Linked DNA regions of Sus scrofa: regions 1 and 2 are each linked to region 3. A link is a contact called in public HiChIP or PLAC-seq data. All regions are on one chromosome and are shown on one strand. The core of a region is the stretch at or near the end of the contact, and the rest is flanking DNA. Distances in the headings are between cores, read along the strand shown. Region 1 overlaps KIF24 (kinesin-like protein KIF24). Region 2 overlaps KIF24 (kinesin-like protein KIF24). Region 3 overlaps DCAF12 (DDB1- and CUL4-associated factor 12).

Region 1 (3,157 bases), core at 38-2,537, 160 kb after region 3:
TGTACAACCTCATATGTATCACAGACTGAGGGTATCAATGGCAGTAATGTGATGACTAACAAGAAACTTCTTTCTGTTTTTCTTAGAAAACACACCTAAGATAGAGCAGTACCATCAGCTCTTCCAGGGTGAGAGTGATTTGACACCAGGGCACACAATAATACAGTTATGACTTAAAGCCAAGGAAAAGGGACTTCTTTTTAGTGTTTGATCCTTTCCCATTCAAATGTTCTAACTTCCAGGGACAACAGCATCACGAGGACCAACTCTCCTGAAATTCCCAGCCAGTGAAGGAATGGCTAGGGGAGGTGGAGGCACAAGGACTGCAGGGAAGAGGTGTATGAGAAACAATGTCCTTAGGACTCCACAGTGGAAGGAGCGCTAGGCAGGTTAAGAATGGGCAAGAGTCTCAGTGAAGCCCCTTCAACATGTTCTACACCTTTTTGGGGGCTGTGGCTGTGCCTGTGCCCACAGCATGTTGAAGTTCCCGGGCCAGGAATCAAACCCACACCATAACAGTGACCACACTGGATCCTTAATCACTAGGCCACCAGGGAACTCCCTGTCCCACGCACTTTTTTTTTTTTTTTTTTGCCCAGTGGGCCTGTCCCACACACTTTTGTGTGGGAATCCCAGGACTCAGATAATCACACAAATTCAAAGTCCCAGCTCTTAAATGAAATTTACCTATTTGTTCCAGGAAAAAAAAAGCTATTAGAAAAAGATACCATCAATGGTGGGCCACCTCACCATTTTTCTTTTTGCATTTCTTTCTTTCTTTTTCTTTTTTTTTTTTTTTTTTTTGTATTTTTAGGGCCGCACTTGCAGCATATGGAAGTTCCCAGGCTAAGGGTTGAACTGCAGCTGCAGCTGCAGGCCTATGCACAGCTACAGCAATGCCAGATCCAAGCCACACTGGCGACCTACTCTATAGCTCACAGCAACGCTGGGTCCTTAACCCACTGAGCAAGGCCAAGGATCAAACCCACATTTTCATGGATACTAGTTGAGTTCTTAACCCACTGAGTCACAACAGGAACTCCCACCCCACCATTTCATACACCCAAGTCCCTGGAGGTATGTACTCTGAAGCCATTGTGAAGGTGGCTATTGTTAAGTATGTAGCCTGTCTTTCCAGCCTTCTCACTTTGAGTCTAGCGAGGCTTGTTGGATATACTAGAAGGACTATGATGGCTACATGTTAGAATCACCTTGGGAGCTTTTAAAATAACACCCACTTTCATACATTGCTGGTGGGAATGTAAAATGGTGCGGCCACTTTGGAACACAGTTTGGCAGTTCCTCAAAAAGTATGACTCAGCAACTCCACTCCTAAGCATATACTCAAGAAAACTGAAAACATATGTCCACACAAAACCTGCACATGAATGTTTGTAGCAGCATCATTCATAATAGCCAAAAGATTCCAACAACCCACATGTCCATCAACTGATGGATGAATAAAGTACTGACACCATACAATAGAATATTATTCAGCCATAAAAAGGAATGAAGTACTGATGCATTCAACAAGATGACTGAAGACTGAAAACATTTCTCTAAGTGAAAGAAGCCAGAGACAAAGCTTGTATATTATGTGATTACATTTATATGATATGGCCAGAATAGGTAAATCCATGGAAGTAGAAATTAGTGACTGTCAGGCGCCAGGGGCTGGGAAATAAGGAATAACTGCTAATAGTACAGGGTTTCATTTTGGTGTGACAAAATATTCTGGAATTAGATAGCGGTGATGACTGTACAGGTTTTTTTTTGTTTCGTTTTGTTTTTTATTATGGTCGCACCCACAGCATATGGAAGTTCCTGGGCAAGGGGTCGAACTGGAGCTGCAGCTGAGGCCTACGCCACAGTCATAGCAAAACTGGATCCAAGCTGCAGCTTGCAGCAATGCCAGATCCTTTACTCACTAGTGAGGCCAGGGATTGAACCCATATCCTCCTGGATACTAGTCGAGTTCTTAACCTGCTGAGCCACAACAGGAGCTCCTGTACAGCTTTTTGAAAATACTAAAAAAAAAAAAAAAATCACTAAATTGTATAATTTAAAGGGTTGAACATGAAAAAGATTTTAAAACGCCCTTGGAAGGATACACAAAAAACTACAACATAAATTAGTTGCCTCAGGAAAAGAGAATGGAAAGAATATTTTCACTGGGCTTTTTGAATTTTGAATCCATGTGAAAATATTACCTATTAAAATTTTTATTTAAAATAATATTTTGGGAGTTCCTGCTGTAGCGCAGTAGAAATAAGTCCTACTAGGAACCATGAGGTTGAGGGTTTGATCCCTGGCCTTGCTCAGTGAGTTGGGAATCTGGCGTTGCCATGAGCTGTGGTGTAGATTGCAAACATGGCTCAGATCTGGTGTTGCTGTGGCTGTGGGTATAGGCGAGCAGCTGCAGCTTCGATTCGACTCCTAGCCTGGGAACCTCCATATGTCACATGTGCAGCCATAAAAAGCAACAAATAAATAAATATTTTTTAAAAAGAGTATTTCTCTCCAGAAGCCTCTACCAGAGACCACTACCATAAAAATACACATTAGCAGCCTTTGAAATTGACCCCAAAGTATTTCTCATGCATTAGGTTCTCCCACATGCCCTGTCTCCCACTATCAAGGCCTTGAACAACTTTGTAGAGAAAGGAGCCTTCCTCTCAGAGGATGATCCATACCTTATAAATGTGGAATGGTGTGTTTGTCATTACCCCTTGCCTAAATCTGAAAAACAAAGTCTTACCTTGTAATTAGGCTGCTACGGTGAGGTAGTAAAAGAGAAAGAATTACCTCTAAGAGAAGCTCCACACTATCCACCTGAAGTTCTCGCAGTCCCACTATCTGTACCACATGCTTGCTATCTTCTCTTGCAAAGAGCCTGTAGATGCAAGAACATGGTTGGTATGGCAGAGCTCCAACAGTAGGCACCCCCAGTAAGCAGCAGTGTTGCTGTCTGGGTGGGATGGATGAGCATTCTCCTGGCCCACCCCTACACCTGCTGACTTCAGCCCCAGGCTTCAGGAGTTGTTTTTGCTTGTAAACAAGTCAGCATCTTTGGCTACAATGAACAGACTGAGGCCTCTGCCAAGGCTGTATTCCTGGCTACAGTGATTGGTTTAGGAATGTGTATGGGATCTCTGCT
Region 2 (2,888 bases), core at 243-2,742, 150 kb after region 3:
GCCCATCTGTGGGGAAGGAGAAGGGGTACACTTCTGGATTTTCTTTTGGGGGTGGAAGGTCAGGTGTGGAGACGGTGCTCGCCAGGTCTCTATGAGCCGAGGCCCTGAGCTGGGGAGAAAGTGGGAAAGATTTGGGCAGGCTCATGTGCCCAGAACTGTCCTGGCTCCTTCCATATTAAATGTATTTGTATTTTGAGAAGTGTCCTTCCCACCTTGGCCCTCCAGAGAGACTTCTCTGGTCTTTCTGGGGTCTGTTTGGCCTCAACCGGAACCCACCCCAGCTGCCAGAAGGAGCTGGGGAGAAGGGGTGGGAGGGCCAGACTCAGTGCTGCTTTGGGGCTAGATGTTTTCCTCCTCTGCAAGGGTGGACTGACCTCTAATCCAGGTTGAGTGCAATTGAGAGGTTCTTCCAGGGTTTTGTTTTTTTCCCCCTTCATGTCACTTAGTGTTACACTGGTTCTGCAATGTCTCTGAGGTGCAAAGAATGCCCTTTCCCTTGGGGCCCTAGTTTGCCTTTTCTGCTAGGCAATTGCATTACTTTCCTGCCCCAGCCTGTTTCTTTTGGTCTGGTTGAGACCACAGTCGTTTGCTACCCAGGATTTTAGAGCCCCCTTGTTCTAGGAACAGTTGTCATTTTAAGAAATCATTGGCCCCTTCCCAGTGCATCAAGTGGGGAAGAAAAAAACAGGCGGTGATTTGGTCACTCAGCACTAACTCCACCTCAGTTCTCCCTGGAGAACAGCCTCTCCCTCCAGCCCTTTGCTCTAGGATGACACAGTAACACCTAGTCATAGAAATCCGTCTCTTTGTTTTGTATTATGTTGTACATCATTAAAGATCTAAATACAGAGGATATACAGTCTTGATGAATCTAATGTAATTTGCTAACTATTTTCATTCTTCAGAGAGAACTACTAATAAAAATCTAAAAGGTATGTCCTGCTGTGATCATTTCTTTATTGCCAAGGGCTCTTTCACGGAGGGGTGGAGGTGAGTGGTTGATGAAGGATTTCCTGCTGAGATTTGCTGGGATTGGAATGGGACCTAACCATTTTCTGTTGTTTCAGTACTTTCTTCAAATTCTGGGAAGGAGCTGTGCCCTGGTTTTTGGTTTGCAAAGGCAGGCCAAGACGGGGAGGTCTCTTTAAACCTGCCCAAGTTTGGTCTCTGGGCCTTCCTGCAAGACTTACTGTGGAGATGAGACAGGCTGGCCTTCAGGGGAATCACCCGGAAATGAGGAACAAGCCCCTTGTCGGGTGAGCACCATCAGGTATATTATGTGTTCCACAGGCAGGATGGATTCAAAACTGCTTCCCCAGCTCTCAGTGGTGCTAGTATATCGATGGCCCTAGATTTATCCCTGAAGTTTCTTGTCCTTATACTTCATACTGTCTTCTAGTCCCCTTCCATGCTCTTGGTTCAGGTGGGTTCTCTAATTTTTTCAGTGATTGAGGAATGGGTGCTGAACCTTAAGGCTGGAAAGCACCAAGCTGGAGAGAGGCTGCCCTCTGGTGGTCAGATAAGGCATGGCCATTGCCTCAGAAAACTAGCCCCTCTTCTGGCCTTTAAAATTAATTTAAAATTACTTAAAATCCTTCCTTTAAGACCTATAAAAGTTACCCTTTACCTTTTAGTTTCATATAGGAAATTAGTTTCATATAAAGTGGGCATCAGGGCCAAGTCTTTGGCATGTGAATCTCAATATCATATGGTGGCCTTGCTAAGTGATGGGCCACCTGGAAGCCACTTGGTATTTCTTGTCTTAAGCTTCTTTCTGCTAAAAAGATAAACAGCAAGCAGAACTCACATGAAGGGTGTGACTCTGACTACTTCAGAGTCTCAGACTATTGACCTCAGCCCTCAATGCCAAGACACTGAACACAGGCCACTAAGAGGTGGGTAGATGGCCAAGGATATCTTGGATGAAGGTGAAGCTAGAGAGAAACTTGCCTTAGATTCTGCAGCTATTCAGCTATTCCGTGAGGGAGCGTGGTGGGTGGGGACTCAAAGGCAGGAGCCAGGAACATAATGGCTTTTAACAGGTGCATGGTCCCAGGAAAAGGCAGAGATGGGAAAAGAGTAAAGCACCCTCTTCTGGATTGTAGGAGGGAGAGGAACTGGAAGCAGAAAGTCTGTTCCATATCTGCTGCTGTTAAAGACACAGCAAGTCAAAGTTTATTCAGTCTGCATTTTCAAAAGCTAAAGTCCAAAATCAACCTCCAAGGGCTGAAGGGGCAGAACTCACGTGGCCCCTGCCCCACTAGCACCATTGTTTTAGTTTTTGATCGAGTCCTAGAGAAAGGCACTGAATCCAGATGATAAAATCTCTAGGCTCAGCCTGTGACCTCCAACCTCTAGGTTACCAGACCATCCCCATCCTCTGATCCCCAAATTTAGAAACATCTACAGAAAAAGGTTCAGTGAGGCAAATACTCCTCTAGCTCCAAAGAAAAGGGAAGGGTACATTAAGTTTTTTGGGCTGATCTGTCCTTCCTTATAGATGCTCCTGTGCTTAGAACTGAGGGGCATATACCTGGCCCCAAGAAAGGAGCTGGGCCCAGCCAAGGCTGTGTGTGGCTTGGGAGAGGCCAGAATGGGCAGGACTAGGTAGTGGGTTCTAGTATATCTGCAGGGGGACCTGGCAGAGGCCCTCAGCCCTCAGGAGCCTAGCCACCCCATACTGGGTTTTGCTTTAAGATACCGCTGTCCTCTCAGGGGCTGTGGCAGGCCTGTGGCAGGCCAGGTATAGCTGCAACTGGCTCCTCAGACTCTGGATGCACTTGGACTTCAAAGCCATGATTTCATCCAACTGGGTCACAAAATCTTCAAAATCCTAGGGAAGGAAACAAAGGACACATGGAACTCTTGCTGTTGCTGGCCCTCTGGCA
Region 3 (3,047 bases), core at 220-2,719:
AGACTGCCCTCAATGTGGCCCTACCTACATCTCTAGCTTCACATCCTGCCATAGAACTTGAAAGAAATTATTATTATTATTATTATTCACACAAAAATCTTCAATGAAATATTATTTTCACTCTCATGATGTTCACAATGCCAGTAGTCCTTTCTCCTCCTCCTCTTTACCTGGTCATCATGTACTTATCTTTCATGACTCAGTTCAGACATGTCCTCTATGACTATTCCCTTATGTCCAGGTTGGTTAAGTTCCTCTCTTGTAGGCTCCCAAGACTGAGATCTTTTTTACTTTTTTCTCCTTTTCTTTTTTTTTGTCTTTTTGCCATTTCTTGGGCCACACCCGCGGCATATGGAGGTTCCCAGGCTAGGGGTTGAATCGGAGCTGTACCTGGTGGCCTAAGCCAGAGCCACAGCAACGCGGGATCCGAGCCGCCTCTGCAACCTACACCACAGCTCATGGCAATGCCGGATCCTTAACCCACTGAGCAAGGCCAGGGATCGAACCAGCAACCTCATGGTTCTTAGTCGGATTCGTTAACCACTGAGCCAAGACGGGAACTCCCTCTTTCCCTCTTTCTTCCTTTTTTTTAAGGGCCGCACCTGGCGCATGTGGAAGTTCCCAGGCATGGGGTCAAATTGGAGTTGCAGCTGCCAGCCTATGCCACAGCCACAGCAGTGCCAGATCCGAGATGAATCTATGACCTATACTGCAACTTGAGGCAACACCAGATACTTAACCCACTGAGTGGGGCCAAGGATCAAATCTGCATCCTCAGGGATACTAGTCGGGTTCTTAACTGCCAAGCCACGAGGGAATTCCCACAATACTCAGATCTTATTACAGATTTAAAATCTTTCTTTCTTTTTTTTTTTCTGGCTTTTTAGGACCGCACTTGCAGCATATGGAAGTTCCCAGGTTAGGGGCAGAATTGGAGCTACAGCTGCCAGCCTACACAAGAGCCACAGCACCACCAGATTAGAGCCATGTCTGCAACCTACACCACAGCTCATGGCAACACCAGATACCCAACCCACTGAGTGAGGCCAGGGATCAAACCTGCATCCTCATGGATACTAGTCAGATTCATTTCTGTTGCACCACAACAGGAACTCCGATTTAATATCTTTACTTGTCTCTCTTCCCGATTAAGCCCTCCCAATTCCAAGAGGAGGGGATCTACCCTATTTGGTTCTATCCTCCTGCCCCCCAAATGCAGAGCTACACAGTAAGCACTTACAGTTATCTTTTAGGGGGCCAGGGCAACGATGTAAGAGGGCCCCCATATCCTTGCACTCAGAGGGGTCCTTGTAGCTGAGTTAGTTCGATATAAGATTTCCAGATCACAGCACTGTCCTGGGGTGCCCTCCTGGCTTAGGGAGAACCAGTCCAGAGGCCACACTGGACTGGGTCATTCAAATTCTCTCAGGAATGAGGAACTGTCTGGTGGCACTAAACCAAACTGTCTGGGTGGCCATCTTCCACCAAAGCCAGTCCCCAGAGAAAAGGAAACAAAAGATAGGAAGTATGGACATCCTTAGTTCCTAGTGGCTTTCCAATTCCTAGCTGTTTTCTTCTGAGATCCACGGATGTTTCTTGCTCTTGGGGTCTGTGAATGAGACCTTCCAATAAAGTGAGTGGGATTTCTCAGTCTTTTAAACAAATCACCTCTAACCAACTTGGCCTCTCAAATGTTTAATGAAGCAAAATTAACTGCCCACTTACACCCCTGTGTCGTGTAAGACAAGGCATCCAAAATATGCTAGCTTCTATACCAGCAGTTTTTTTTTGTTAAAGCTGTACCTATGGCATATGGAAATTTTCAGGCCAGGGACTGATGCGACCTATGCTGCAGCTTTAGCAATGCTCGATCCTTTAATCCACTGTGCCGGGCTAGGGATCCAATCCACACCTTGCAGCGACTGAGCTGCTGTAGTTGGATTCTTAACCCTTGCACCACAGTGGGAACTTCTTACATCAGGGATTTTTAAACTATCACAATTACCTGGGGGATTTTCTTTTTTCAAAAAAACTACAAAACAATTCCCATGCCCTACGTTAAGATTCCTCTAATTATAAATTTCTGTGTTTGGGGCCAATAAAACTAAATTTTTTTTTCAAGGATCTACAGGTCAATCTAAAGACTGCCCAAGTTTAACCACAAATGATCTAGAATACTGCTATTCAAGAAGCATCTAGAAGCTTTGTAGAAACAAAGGATCCTGGGGTTCCCATCGTGGCTCAGTGGTTAACGAATCCAACTAGGAACCATGAGGTTGCAGGTTCAATCCCTGGCCTTGCTCAGTGGGTTAAGGATCTGGTGTTGCCATGAGCTGTGGTGTAGTTTGCAGAGGCGGCTCGGATCCCACATTGCTGTGGCTCTGGCATAGGCCAGCGGCTACAGCTCCAATTCAACCCCTAGCCTGGGAACCTCCACATGCTGCAGGAACAGCCCAAGAAATGGCTAAAAGACAAAAAAGAAAAAAAAAAAAAAAAGAAACAAAGGATGCCAGGCCCCACCCTAGACCTACTAAACTGGAACATGGAGTTTCCCAATATCTCCAAGCATACTGAGGTTTAAGAGGCACTGACGTGGAGAGAATCTCATCTGTACATAAGGACAACGTGTTTGATAAGACACAAGAGTAAACTGACCGGCAACCTGCAAAGATCTGAGTTTCCCCTATGCCTTAAAACAGACATAGGCTCCACTGCTACCATCCAGAAAAGATGAAGAGAAAAGGCTTCATCTATTCATGTCTAACCTCTCCCCTTTGGGACTTGGGAAACTTCTAGGTATGAATTCCAGATTGGCTACTTAGCATCTGTGTGATCTTGGTCAAGTCACTTAACCTTTCTGAAGCTTCTTTTTCTTTCTTCTTTTCCTCCCTCCCTTCCTTCCTTTTGTCTTCTTAGGGCCGCACCTGCGGCATATGGAGGTTCCCAGGCTAGGGGTCTAATCGGAGCTATAGCTGCCGGCCTAGGCCACAGCCACAGCAATGCCAGATCTGAGCTGCATCTGCGACCTACACCACAGCTCACAGCAA

What was found. HiChIP or PLAC-seq counts read pairs in DNA pulled down with a chosen protein or histone mark.
Region 1: an H3K27ac HiChIP or PLAC-seq map of alveolar macrophages shows a contact between it and region 3. The contact joins two enhancer-like sites. A contact is called at or near these places in 1 of 47 Hi-C or Micro-C datasets (alveolar macrophages) and 1 of 2 datasets of contacts at active chromatin or transcription factors (alveolar macrophages).
Region 2: a contact with region 3 is called in an H3K27ac HiChIP or PLAC-seq map of alveolar macrophages. The contact joins two enhancer-like sites. A contact is called at or near these places in 1 of 5 promoter capture datasets (liver), 6 of 47 Hi-C or Micro-C datasets (alveolar macrophages, embryonic fibroblasts, epiblast stem cells and 3 more) and 2 of 2 datasets of contacts at active chromatin or transcription factors (alveolar macrophages and skeletal muscle).

What each region holds. Positions count from the first base shown.
Region 1 is chr10:32,530,706-32,533,862 of Sscrofa11.1, reverse strand. It overlaps KIF24 (kinesin-like protein KIF24), which reads right to left. Exons shown (of 14, transcript XM_013980172.2): 7 at 2,806-2,893. Among named protein-coding and RNA genes, the nearest start is that of NUDT2, 65 kb to the right of the region's middle. Within about 2 kb of position 1,287, at least 1 of the 83 cell types and tissues checked has an H3K27ac peak or open chromatin away from gene starts, as enhancers often do. A contact at or near this core is called in alveolar macrophages, where this site is marked.
Region 2 is chr10:32,550,290-32,553,177 of Sscrofa11.1, reverse strand. KIF24 (kinesin-like protein KIF24) reads right to left here. Exons shown (of 14, transcript XM_013980172.2): 14 at 415-2,833. The coding sequence ends at 2,693. UBAP1 (ubiquitin associated protein 1) reads left to right here. Exons shown (of 8, transcript NM_001267841.1): 8 at 1-935. Among named protein-coding and RNA genes, the nearest start is that of UBAP1, 74 kb to the left of the region's middle. Within about 2 kb of position 1,492, at least 4 of the 83 cell types and tissues checked have an H3K27ac peak or open chromatin away from gene starts, as enhancers often do. A contact at or near this core is called in alveolar macrophages, where this site is marked.
Region 3 is chr10:32,695,988-32,699,034 of Sscrofa11.1, reverse strand. All of the region lies in intron 2 of DCAF12 (DDB1- and CUL4-associated factor 12), which reads right to left. Among named protein-coding and RNA genes, the nearest start is that of DCAF12, 24 kb to the right of the region's middle. Within about 2 kb of position 1,469, at least 5 of the 83 cell types and tissues checked have an H3K27ac peak or open chromatin away from gene starts, as enhancers often do. A contact at or near this core is called in alveolar macrophages, where this site is marked.